Linked DNA regions of Pan troglodytes: region 1 is linked to region 2. The links are chromatin contacts, called in public HiChIP or PLAC-seq maps. All regions are on one chromosome and are shown on one strand. The core of a region is the stretch at or near the end of the contact, and the rest is flanking DNA. Distances in the headings are between cores, read along the strand shown. Region 1 holds the start of ANKRD12 (ankyrin repeat domain 12). Region 2 holds the start of LOC104003076.

Region 1 (6,084 bases), core at 1,981-4,480, 200 kb before region 2:
TGCTTCTAAGGGACATTGTCCCAAATCATATTTCCTCAAGGAATCCAGTTTCTATTTCCAAATACAATGTATAAGTGTGTGTATTCCCTCTATTCACTGTGACTGTGGATCTTGATCTAAATAAAATTCAACTCTAAAAAGAAATACAGTGCTCTAGTTTATTAAAACATGGTTTTTAAAAATGTTCTCTGGGGTTGGGTATTTTTGCCGTAGTTCTTTGCTCTGATTCTTGGGTAGATGCTGAATCTCCCAAATTTGGTTTCTCTAACTGTAAAATAAAGCCAGTATCACTTGTCTTGTGGCATTGTAAGGATTCAATGAGCTAGTGTATGCCTACTGCTCAGTAAATAGGAACTATTATTAGGGCTACTTTTGTATTTTTTATGTTTATGGTGAAGTCTGATGTTTTTCCATATTTAAATTTAGGAAGAGAAAATCTTGCATCAGTTGAAATGTTTGAATTAAATAATCTATGCTAGTTCTTAGGGTAAAAATAGTTACTTAACTGGGCTCTTGTGAGGTAACCATACAATTTAAGTAAAAATTTACAAATGTTAATCATTAATAGTTTAATATTACTTTTCATTTCAGGAGTGGACGCTTCTCTTGTGAGCCAGCTGGAGGTCTTACCTCTTTGACTGAACCACCCAAGGGACCTGGATTTGGTGTACAAGCAGGCCTTTAATTTATATTGAACTGTAAATATGTCACTAGAGAAATAAAATATGGACTTCCAGTCTACGTAAACTTATTTGTTTATTCTGCTCTGTGTACATCCTCATGCTAACCGTAGCAACTTGCAGCTCTAAGTATTATGTCATAATGACAGAGGACCATTTTAAAGTCTTCTATCTATGGCTGTGAAGACATCATTACATAATCTAGTTAATAGTTACTCTAGTGTCACCCATTTTCAATTTCCAGATCGCTTTTATCAAGATCAGGTTACTGTGAAGTAAAAATTTGGTTAAATTACAAATGTTTTGCTTTCCCATCTTTAGCCACAGCCAAGTTTTAAGTTAACATGATCTTTCTATAAACTTTGTCAGTGCTCCCTTTAAACATTATTTAAAACACATAATTGTTACTGTATTTCCAACTGGTAAGACGTCAAGCACACTGTAGGTTTAAGGAGGATATGGTAGTTGTCTCTAGAAGCCCTACTTTTTTTTTTTTTTTTTGAGACGGAGTCTCGCTGTCTCCCAAGCTGGAGTGCAGTGGTGGGATCTCGGCTCACTGCAAGCATTACAGGCGTGAGCCACCACGCCCAGCTTAAGCATTACCATTTTTAAAAAAGAAAGGTCCAAAACACTTGACATTATCCTTAGCTATTCTGACGCTGCAAGTATACAAAAAATAATTGGGTGAAGGGATTGGAAGTATGATTATGTACTCTGCAGTGGTATGGATATTACAACTTAGAAAAAAGGATAAACCCTTTTGTGTATTTAAGAAATTAGCTGTAGTACATTAGTTTTGCATTAGCCAGCTTTAATGCATGAATAATTTATATTAATCTAATCCTCGATTTCTCAAAGTCACCTGTACTTGAAACAGACTATTCACTAGTAATTATGCTTTTTTTTTTGAGACAGGCTGTGTCCCCAGGCTGGAGTGCAGTGGTGTGATATTGGTTCACTGCAATACCCTGGCCTCAGCCTCCTGAGCAGCTGGGAGCACAGGCAGGCGCCACCAGCCTGGTTAATTTTCATATATTTTTTTAGAGACAGGGTCTTACTATGTTGCCCTGGCTGGTCTCAAACTCCTGGGCTCAAGCCATCTGCCCGCCTGAGCCTCCCAAATTGCTGGGATTACAGGCGTGAGCCACTGCGCTCGGCTATAACGATTATTTTTAAGTATATCTTTAAGATTTTTTTTTTTAATTGAGAGAAGGTAAACAACAGTTAATTTTCCAAGTGGCACAAAAAAGTAACAATGAAAATGTCCTACCCTGGAGCTCTCCTGACTTTCTCATAGGCGACTGTTTTTTTCTTTGTATTTCACATCATAAATAACCAAGTTAAATGTAACACTATTCCACCTCTAGCCATAAGGTGCTCTTTTTCTAGTCTTGTTGACCCTAAAGATTTGTAGGTAGGAGAAATCAGGAACCCAGGAAAGGAAAAACTCCTGATCTTTAATGCAGGTTTATGCTTTATATAGTAATTTGATGGGACCTCGCCTTCCCTGTCAGGTCTGAATGTCACTTCATCTGCTGTGATCACACCTGAACCCTCAGTTCATCAAGACGTTAAAGAACAGTGTAACATAAACTTGTAACTGCATGCACTAAGTCATAAACAGACGCTGTTGCTGCAGATTAACCTCTACGTAAATAACGCGCCCAGAAGGGAGTGAGTACACGCTGCTGCCACGCTGCGACGGTCAATTTTCCTCCGGCATCCTTCCTAGTACCTGAGCAGCTCCCTCTCAAATCCCCAACACTACGTGTGGGAGGATGCACTGAATTCCTCTTTAAAAAGGCCACTGGAAGGCGTGGCTGGGAGGGGACGCGCTCTAGACCCCCTGGTCCCAGGGTAGGTGCACGCTATCGCGCTTTCGGGGCGGGGCCCAGGGCCCCACCTGAGGCGGGGGGCCGCGGGCTCTGGGCGTAGCTGCAGCTTCTCCGGCCTGGTGTGGGGCTAGACGGCCGCCGCCGGCTTAGCGGGGGAACTTCGCCTAGTCCTCGGGCTGCGGTCGCAGCGTCATTTTGCCTGAGTTGGATCACGCTCGTCCACCCACCCCGTGTAAAAATAACAGGTGAATACCCTATGTGGGGGTCCTCATCGCCGCCATTTCCAGAAGCTTCCAGTCACAGCCACTGCCACGGTCGCCACAAATGCTACTGCAGAGCCCGCTTGCCCAGCAGCGTCACGGGCGCCTGCCCTGCCTCTTCGCCCAGCCTTTGATTCCCCCTCCTTTGTCGGATAGTGTCTGCGGCGGGGAGGCGGTGACACTAGTCCGAGTGGGGCGTGGAGACCGACCAGCACGAAGGGCGGAGTTCCGGCCCGCACCCCTCCGCCGCCTGCCGCTTGGTACGTCCCGCTTCCCCGCCCTGCGGCTCGCGGAGCCTGGCTGAGCAGCAGGAGGGGCGGGCGCCGGGGGGCGGGGCGGTCACGCCGCCCGTCCCGTGCCCGCGGTAGTCACGTGTCCGCGGGTGTCACGTGCTCGCGTCGCAGCCAATCGCGGGGCGACGCTGTCTTGGGAGCGAGGAGGCTGTGGTGAGAGACGGACCGAGACCGGAGATGTTTTCAAGCCCGGCTCCGGCGGCTTTACAGGCGGCTGCAGCGGCGACGAAGACAACGACAGCGACGGCTACGCCGAAGCACTCGTTCCGGGGGTGAAGCCTCCTGCGCCGGCCTTGCCTCGGGTCCGTACGGGTGAGGGGGGCGTGGCGACAGGAAAGGAGGAAGGAGGGGCGCGGTTTCGAGCCTGTCCCCGGCGCCAGGGAGGAGATCCCCTCAGTTCTGCGCTGCTCCCGTTCCCCCTCCCCAGAGCAAGGTAGGGGACGCGCCCTGCCCGCCCCACCCGGTCCCGACGCGCCGCCCGCCCAGCCTGGCCCGAGCCGTAGCTCGCCTGACAGTGACAGGCCGTTAGTGCCCCCCGGCGCGGGTCCGCCGGGGCCCCGCCCGCCGCCGCCCCTCCCGGCGTCGCGAGGAGCCGCGGCGCAGGTGGGAGCCGCCAACTGGGCGGGGGCGCCGCGCGGGGCGGGGCGGGGGCCGGGCGGAGGGCCGCGAGGTGGCCTCGTCGCGGGCGCCCCTCACCGCGGCTGGCGGGGCTGGGCTGCCGCCGCCTCCCGGAACATGGCGGGGCCGGAGGAGCGTGTGCGTGCGAGTGTGAGTGTGCGCGGCCGAGAGGGCGCCGCTGGCGTGCGGCGGTCGGATCCGCGGGGGCGGGGGCGCGCCCGGCCCGCCGCGCGTTCCCGCCGCCAGCCGCCGAGCGTGCGCCGACGCCGGGGAGTCTGCCGCGGCCGCTCGGGCCGGGAGCGTCGGAGGTACCCGGGTCCTGGGAGAGGTGGATGAAAGCAAGAAGGGGAAATTGCTGCTTTAGTAGTGTCCGGGGAAAGAGCAGCCACTCTACAGTTCTGTCTTAAATGCCAGTGTAAAATAACCTTGCCGCATTGGACAGGCAGTTCCCGTCATCGTTTTTCAAGTGCCCACTTGTGATGCTTCAAGACCCCTGGAGCACGTCAGGTTCTTAGATCTCGTTTTGAGGAGTGATGTGGAATGACGCATCCTTACAGATCCCAAAGCGTTGAATAAACGGTTGTACAAAGAGGTATGCGAAGCTTAGCTGACAGCTGTTTTAGTAATAACAGTAAGACGCTGTCTGGGATAGGAAGTTACTGTTGCACTCGTTGAAACCTTAGGAAACATTTAAAGCAGTGTAGTCACCGGGATTGTAATTTCCACTGGACACCCGTGGTTAAACTGCGAACTAAGGTGAAGTGTGTTGCAGATCCAGTGCTGTGTATGTAATGGTTCGGAATTACCTCTAATCCTAAAGTTGAAATGAGCCTGCATCTTCAGTCATGTATTTCGTTTTCATTTTAGAATGGTTTATGTAAATTATAAAGAAAGGCTAGTGAAATAGCTATTTTATCGTAAATTAACTGTGTATTAAAAACATATGCACAGCCGGGCGCGGTGGCTCATGCCTATAATCCCAGCACTTTGGGAGGCAGAGGTGGGTAGATCACCTGAGGTCAGGAGTTCGAGACCAGCCTGACCAATATAGTGAAACCCCCGTCTCTACTAAATATACAAAATTAGCCAGGCGTGGTGGCGCATGTCTGTAATCCCAGCTACTTGGGAAGCTGAGGCAGGGGAATCGCTTGAACCCGGGCGGCAGAGGTTGCAGTGAGCCGAGATCGTGCCACTGCACTCCAGCCTGGGCCACAAGAGCGAAACTCCGTTGCAAAAACATACCAAAACAAACAAACAAACAAACAAAAAAACATATGCTCAAGTAGGCCGTTAAAAATCTTGGGCACTGATCTGAGTTTCTTTAATCGTTATACAAAGCCTTTCCTGGAGATTAGCTCAGAACTGGCAGAACATATGCTCTATTGGTGCCAAGTGGCTTAAAAGCAAAATGAGATAGTGTCCACCGTGTAAGATGAAGTCGTTATATTAACAGTCTTGTTGAGAAAAATCTTTAATTTGGGTTAAAAGCAGGAGCCTTTAAAAATTTGAAATGTTTACCCCTGGAGATTATAGACAAGGGGAGAAAAGTTTTACTACTTAAGGATCTTTTATATTTGATACAGGCACTGAATAAATTTCTGAAGCTCTACAGGCATCTTGGCTAAGGTCAAGTTTAACTCGTTATGTGTTTTAGTTTAGAGACAGATGAGGTGTTAAAATGGAAGGAAAATGAGTGTTAAGTGTACTTATGTAGGATCCTTTTAATGTTCTTAATCTTGTATAGTTTTCATAATCTCATAGTTTTCATAGTAGTTGGTAAGAATTAGTTATCGGAATAGTTTTATGAACTACGCAGAACTGGGAAAGTGGAAATCTCTGGGTGTGTATTCCATGAAGAATATTTGAGGAGGAGTGAAGAGAACAAAAATATTCAGACGAGGAAAGAATTTAGCTGAAAATACATTGTGCAGACTTACACTGGTTTGTTAATACCCAAGGGGGAAAAAAGCCTGAATTTTATTTGCAGACTAGTGTCCAGCTGGTAGAATGAGTTTAAAAGGAAGATGCTTTTATCAAGCTGTCGATATTACTTTTTCCCCTATAGAAGTTGAAAACCATGACTGATACTCTTTTGAAGTAGATTGGAGAAATGGTAGGATATTTGGAAAACACTTCGTTGGAGAAGAGATTTTTATTCTTAAAAAAAATAAGTGATTTTTAAAATATCATTTTGATTTCTTGCTATTAGCTGACACGTAAACTTTTCTTTAAACCATTCTTACGTTTTAGGAGCATTATTTCAGTCCAAAAAGAGGATGGTTAATGGAATCATTTCCATCATAGTTCATAAGAGGTTTCTACTGCTCTCTGTATATAGACTTAGTCATGTTAAAGTAACGTGTATCAGATGGGCGTGAAGAATTTGTCTAATAATTGC
Region 2 (6,218 bases), core at 508-3,007:
CTAGGTCATCATTTCCAAGGGAAGGTGCCCCGCGGATGGTCTGGTCTAGCGGGCTCTAACTTAATCACCCTGGAATCTTCTTTAAAAAGCAAATTCTGGCCGGGCACTATGGTTCACACCTGTCGTCCCAACGATTTAGGAGACCGCGGTGGGAGGATCGCTTGAGCCCCGAAATTTGAAACCAGCTTGGGCAACATAGCAAGACCTCCATATCTACAAAAAAATAAAATATTAGCCGGGTGTGGTGGTGCGCGCCCGTAGCCCCAGCTACTCGGGAGGCTGAGGCGGGAGGATTGCTTGAGCCTAGGAGGTGGAGGCTGCAGCGAGCCTGATGTTGTCACTGCACTCCAGCCTGGTGACAGAGTGAGACCTTGTCTCAAAAGAAAAAAAAAAAAAAAGCAACCCAGAGTTGTGGGAAAGAACTGAGTGTCATTCTCAATGTTTTTAACCTACGTGCTAACCGCGCACCTTCTACCTAGGCTGCGCGACCTCCGCGCCCGGATCCACGGCGCCCCCTCTTCTCGACTCCCGATGCAGAGCTCCGATGCAGAGCTCAGCGCCAGCCACTCACAAGGAGCCTGGCAAGTTTTATCGAATTGGTGAACGAAGTTCGAAAGCTCTACCCTCGGAGATCCTTATTCAGTAGGTCTGAGGTAGACCTAGGAAACGCGCATTTTATATAAATCCTACCTCTGACGGCAAACGACAAGGGGTTCACGTGCCAGCTCTCCTCGGCGACGCGCTAGGCTACTCAGCGCCCCGAGCCTCGGCCTCGCATCGCTAGAACCCGGCCATGGCCGCTTCCTTACAGGGCAGCTGTGAGGAGTCCTGAGGAATTTTAGTACACGGCATATCCTCAGCGTAGTGGCTAGCACATCACAAGGCTTTAATCTTAACACTGTTGATCTTAACACTGCAACTGAGGGGGCCCGGAGAATGGGCCTGACAGGAAGGTCTGTCGGAACCTGAGGGACTGGGGATCCCGGTGCGGAGAAGCGCGAAGGGAAATCGCGCTGAGCAGCTGGGGTGGGTGCGCCTGGGGGCGTGGCCTGTGGGCCGGCGGGCGGGCGGGAGCCTGCGGTGGAGGCGTGGCACGAGGGAGGGGCGAAACCGGGTGGCGCGGAGGGGGCGTGGCGTTGGGATGGGCGGGGGAGTGGGCGGGGCCGAGATGGGGGCGTGCGCGCTGACAGGAGCGCCGGGGGAGTGAGAGACGCCTCCTGGCGGGAGCTGGCGGCTGTGGACCCCAGCGGGGGCGGAGGGGAAGAGGGGAGCAGGGGCGGGGAGCAAGGAGCCGGGAGGAGGGCGGCGGGCGGGCCTGTCTCTTTAAGGTGCCCGAGGCTCGCGGGCGCTGCGCTGAGGGTACTGCGGGAGGCGCGGCCTGGCCTCGCACTCAAAGCCGCCGCAGCGCGCCCCGGGCTCGGCCGACCCGGCGGGGATCTAGGGGTGGGCGACTTCGCGGGACCGTGGCGCATGGTGAGTGGGAGCGGCTGGGGGGTTGTGCAGCCTCTTGGCCGGGAAGGGGCCGGGCGCCGAGCTCGGCCCTCTAGAGGCCCGGGCCGCGGCGAGCTTCGCGGGGGCCGGGAGAAGCCTGGGCCCGGCTGCGCGGAGGACAAAGTGGGGGTGCTGGGCGCGGGCGCACAGGCCGGATGCCGGGAGCCAGCAGCATCTCTGCGCCCCTTTGGTCCAGACCATCTCTAGGCCGGCCCGCGTCCTCCGCAGCCCGCGTCGGCCGAGCCGGGGTGGGGGTGGTTCCGGGTGCCAGGTCCCCCGCGCCGCTACCGGCCTCTGCCTCGCGGGGCGTCCGGCGCCTTCGGGGCCCTGGCACCGCTCTACAGAGGCTCGGCTCTGCCCTGGTCGCTGTCAGTGCCATCTCCCTTAACGAGAAATTGGGCGTGATGTGTGCGAAACAATTTTGATGCATGATGGTTTCTAACTCCTTAGGAAAAGATAAGTCCTTTAATTCTATTACCTGATTTCGACATGGTCGTAGTTACTTGAATACTTTTTCCAGTGAAATTTGGGGAGTAAGATGAATTTGTGGAACATTTCATAAGACAACCGTAAAAGATGGGAAAGGGGGGAAATCCCAGTTTTCATGGTTGTAGGATGAAAACTAGTTCCACGACAATTAGTCTCCAAATAACCTTATTTGGCCTCCGCAAATATGTACTGGTTGCTCCAGAAATCATCCTACTTGGTATGCGGCGTTAGATACATTAGAAAATTAGTTACTAACGGTCTTTAGGGAATGCTTTGTGAGCCTCAGTAACGATCACCAGGGTTTTCTCTTTCAAAATTGACTCATACCAGGTCCAAAGCCCTTTATTCTTTTCACCCTTTTATTATTTTTCCTTTAATGTACTTTGTAACACTTAGAATAAAAGTTTAGAGTAATCATAAATGCCCCCATAAACTCACTATTTATCCCTCTTACGTCAGTAGTCATTTATTTTAATTTATTATGTTTGATAGGGAGGTGTTTTAACCTGAAGAAATGATATCTTCCCGTATTTAAAGTTTAATAACTGTATACTGTTTGGCCCCTGTCAGACTGTGTTTGTGCTAGTCTTTTTTCCTTCTTCTTTTTGAACTGTAGTATCTTCTTAATAACTTTGAAGAATGTATGGTACTAATAGAATTAAAAGAATATCTTGGCCGGGCGCGGTAGCTCACCCCTGTAATCCCACACTTTGGGAGGCCGAGGCGGGTGGATCACCTGAGGTCAGGAGATCGAGACCAGCCTGGCCAATATGGTGAAACCCCGTCTCTACTAAAAATACAAAAATTAGCGGGACATGGTGATAGGCGCCTGTGATCCCAGCTACTCGGGAGGCTGAGACAGGAGAATCGCATGAACCCGGGAGGCGGAGGTTGCAGTGAGCCGAGATTGCGCCACTGCACTCCAGCCTGGGCGACAGAGCGAGACAACGTCTAAAAGAAAAAAAAAAAAAGAATATCTTCACATTCTAATAATTACCTAGAGTTTTTAATGCAATTAGTAATTTACACAGTCTTTTGTTATTTGCTCAATTATTTAAGAAGTGACTCTGTGGACTCTACTTCTTGCTTTGAGCTGCTTTATTCTGTCTAAATAAGCCTGAATAATTTCCATTTAAAATTTTGTTTTGATTCTAAGAATTAAAATTAAATATCTTAAAATTATAATACAATATTAATAATTTTATATGGGCTTAAAGTTGAATAATGGACCTAAAACTAAAGTTGAATAGTAGCAGTGCAGTATTGAAACTAGTTATTTGCCTGATATACTCTCAAGTTACTGAGGGTTTAGATATACTCACTCTACTTTCACAGTCACCATTTCTGGATAGTCTGAGGAACTGTAGTGTTCTAGGTCCTTGAAGATGGCTATGAAGCCATTATTATACAAAATTATTGTTTATTTTTGAATGTTTATATAATCTTTCATTGAGAATGATCTTTAAATGATCACTCAAAAGTTTTTTGAAGGCCAGGCATGGTGGTATTGTCTGTAGTCCCAGATAACTGGGAGGCTGAGGTGGGAGGATCACTTGAACGCAGGAATTGAAGGCTGCAGTGAGCTATGATCACACCACTGCACTTCAGCCTGGGCAACAGAGCAAGACTCTAAAAAAGAAAGAAAAAGTATATTGACACAAACAATGAGTCTTAGTTTATGTTTTGTTTCTCATTTTTATATTTGTTTTTACCCTAGCACTTGCCTTTGAATTAAAGTTGTGTTTGTTTGTTTAGCTTCCTGGGAGTTACTGATCAACTTCTTTGAAGAAACATGAAGTTACACTATGTTGCTGTGCTTACTCTAGCCATCCTGATGTTCCTGACATGGCTTCCAGCATCACTGAGCTGTAACAAAGCACTCTGTGCTAGTGATGTGAGCAAATGCCTCATTCAGGTAGGACTAAGAGTACTTTTATTAATATCGAAATATATTGTAGAGCAGAAACATTATGTTTATATACAGATATAGAGTGCATATATCATATAGAGTAAGACCTGAGTATTGGGTCAGGGCCTGAGGTACTGAATCATGACACACAGGTCTGGATTTTTACCCTCATAGCAATCAATATATATAGGCAAGGTTAGATTCAAGAAGTTCAATACTGAGTATAATATCCTGTTGTATAAACATGTCATTACAAGGTGATGAGCACTCTATTCAGATGATTTAATCTGTGTAATCTAATTAACATAGCAAAGAGGTTCAATGAATGTATTTAGAAAAAAAATTAGCTGGTCAAATAGTAGATAAATTGTTACCCTAAGTATGATGTATTAGTTGTCCATTGCTATGTAACAAATTACCCCAAAACATAGCAACTTAGTGCAATAAACATGTATTATTTCATGCAGTTTCTGAGGGCCTGGAATCTGGGAGCAGTTTAGCCAGGTGGCTGTGGCTTAGGGTCTCCCACAATGTTGCAGGCAAGTTGTTGGCTGGGATTGGACAATCTGCTTTCAAGATACTTCGAAGTTATATCTCTTCCAATCATCAAGGCAGGCCTCTTAATGTAGCCACCGCTCTCATTTTTCTGGGGAGAAAAGTAAGAGAAAGTAATGTGGCTAAGTTAACAGGCTGGTATTGAACTCCTGATTAGCTTCCTTTCTAGTTGCAGGCTGTGCACTCAGAAATTCAGTAACCACACACATTAGCATTCTATGTAAAGTATGAGTCAGCTAACATGACTGTAACCCTCACTTGAGAGTAATTGTGTATATGTGCTAAAGTGACAATTGTTTTTATACATCAGAAGCATTTTGTGCTTATTTCTGACATTTTGGTCCTTTTCGCTAATAGTTGGAATTCTACTTGCCCCCATTTCGTACTCTGATAACCCTAACTTTGCATTTCAAACCAAAACATTTAACTAGAGAAGTGTGTTTGTTGTTCAGTTTTTAACTTTTTCGCTGTGGACATTTTCAGGTATAAAAGGAGAGGAATATAATGAACCATCCATGAGTAGTTACTGCAGTCACTACCTCATGGCTACTCTTATTTTATCTATACCCTCCTACATTATTCACTCGCAGCTCTGTTTTAATTTCAAGCAAATCCCTTGATACTGTTTTGTTGATAATTCTAATATGTATCTCTAAAAGAGAACTCTTTACCAACATAGCTATTAGACCAATTTTACAGTTTAAAAATTAACACTAATTCTTTAATCACCTAATTTTGTATGTAGAAATCTTAATAAGGCACACGTGCTTAGGCTTTTGTTGGCTGGAAACTTTGTGTCTGCAAATGAAGCCCAGTTTTGTGCTATGGTCAGATGAGGAGTCTGTGGTACCTCCCAGATTGTTTCAATGTAGCTTCATTATTCATTATTCAAAATAAAGTCTCATAACATTTGCTGTATTCATGTTTAGATGGAAATTCTCTTAAATTCCGAATTATATTCTTGACTCTTCAACTCTATAACTTGCATTAGTTCAAGTAATTAAAAATTGTACTTTGGCCACACACAGTGGCTCATGCCTCATAATCCCAGCACTTTGAGAGATTGAGGCAGGAGGATCACTTGAGCCCAGGAGTTTCAGACCAGCCTGGGAATCACAGTGAGACCCTGTCTCTACAACAAATAGTTTTTTTAAATTAGCTGGGCATGATCATGTACACCTATAGTCTCAGCTACTTGGGAGGCTGAGGCAGGAGGATCATTTGAGCCCAGGAGGTTGAGGCTGCAGTGAGCTATGATTGTGCCACTGCACTGAAGCCTGGGTGACAGAGCAAGACCCTGTCTCAAAAAAAAAAAAAAAAAAATTGTACTTTATTTAAAATACCTTGCTTTTAAAGGGAGTATTTAAAAGAGAAAGCTTTTGGCTAATATGGGTAGATACTTGTAAAGGTTTTTTTGTTTGTTTGACTCTTTAAAAATTTTTTGGCTCTATTACAGCTTACTACAGCCTTGACTTCCCAGGCTCCAGTGATCCTCCCATCTCAGCCTCTGGTGTAGCTGGGACTACAGACACGTGGCACCATGCCTGGCTAATTTACTTTGTATTTTTGGTAGAGACGGGGTTTTGCCATGTTGCCAAGGCTGGTCTCAAACTTCTGAGCTCAAGCGATCTGCCAAGGCTGGTCTCAACCTTCTGAGCTCAAGTGATCTGCCACCTCGGCCTCCCAAGTGCTGGGATTACAGGTGTGAGTCACCGTGCCTGGCCATTAAAAAAATTTTAAAAATTACAATTACAAAAATTAGCTGAGCATGGAG

What was found. HiChIP or PLAC-seq counts read pairs in DNA pulled down with a chosen protein or histone mark.
Region 1: a contact with region 2 is called in an H3K4me3 HiChIP or PLAC-seq map of stem cell-derived excitatory neurons, with 2.0 times the contacts expected there. The contact joins the promoter of ANKRD12 here to the promoter of LOC104003076 in region 2. A contact is called at or near these places in 1 of 7 Hi-C or Micro-C datasets (stem cell-derived neural progenitor cells) and 1 of 1 datasets of contacts at active chromatin or transcription factors (stem cell-derived excitatory neurons).

Annotation. Positions count from the first base shown.
Region 1 is chr17:21,766,455-21,772,538 of NHGRI_mPanTro3-v2.0_pri, reverse strand. It overlaps ANKRD12 (ankyrin repeat domain 12), which reads left to right and starts at 3,230. Exons shown (of 14, transcript XR_008540718.2): 1 at 3,230-3,370. It overlaps NDUFV2 (NADH:ubiquinone oxidoreductase core subunit V2), which reads left to right. Exons shown (of 8, transcript NM_001071786.1): 8 at 592-685. The coding sequence ends at 685.
Region 2 is chr17:21,563,735-21,569,952 of NHGRI_mPanTro3-v2.0_pri, reverse strand. It overlaps LOC104003076, which reads right to left and starts at 1,757. Exons shown (of 3, transcript XM_063795933.1): 1 at 691-1,757. The coding sequence starts at 1,472. It overlaps TWSG1 (twisted gastrulation BMP signaling modulator 1), which reads left to right and starts at 1,266. Exons shown (of 5, transcript XM_001138675.6): 1 at 1,266-1,473; 2 at 3,736-3,895. The coding sequence starts at 3,773.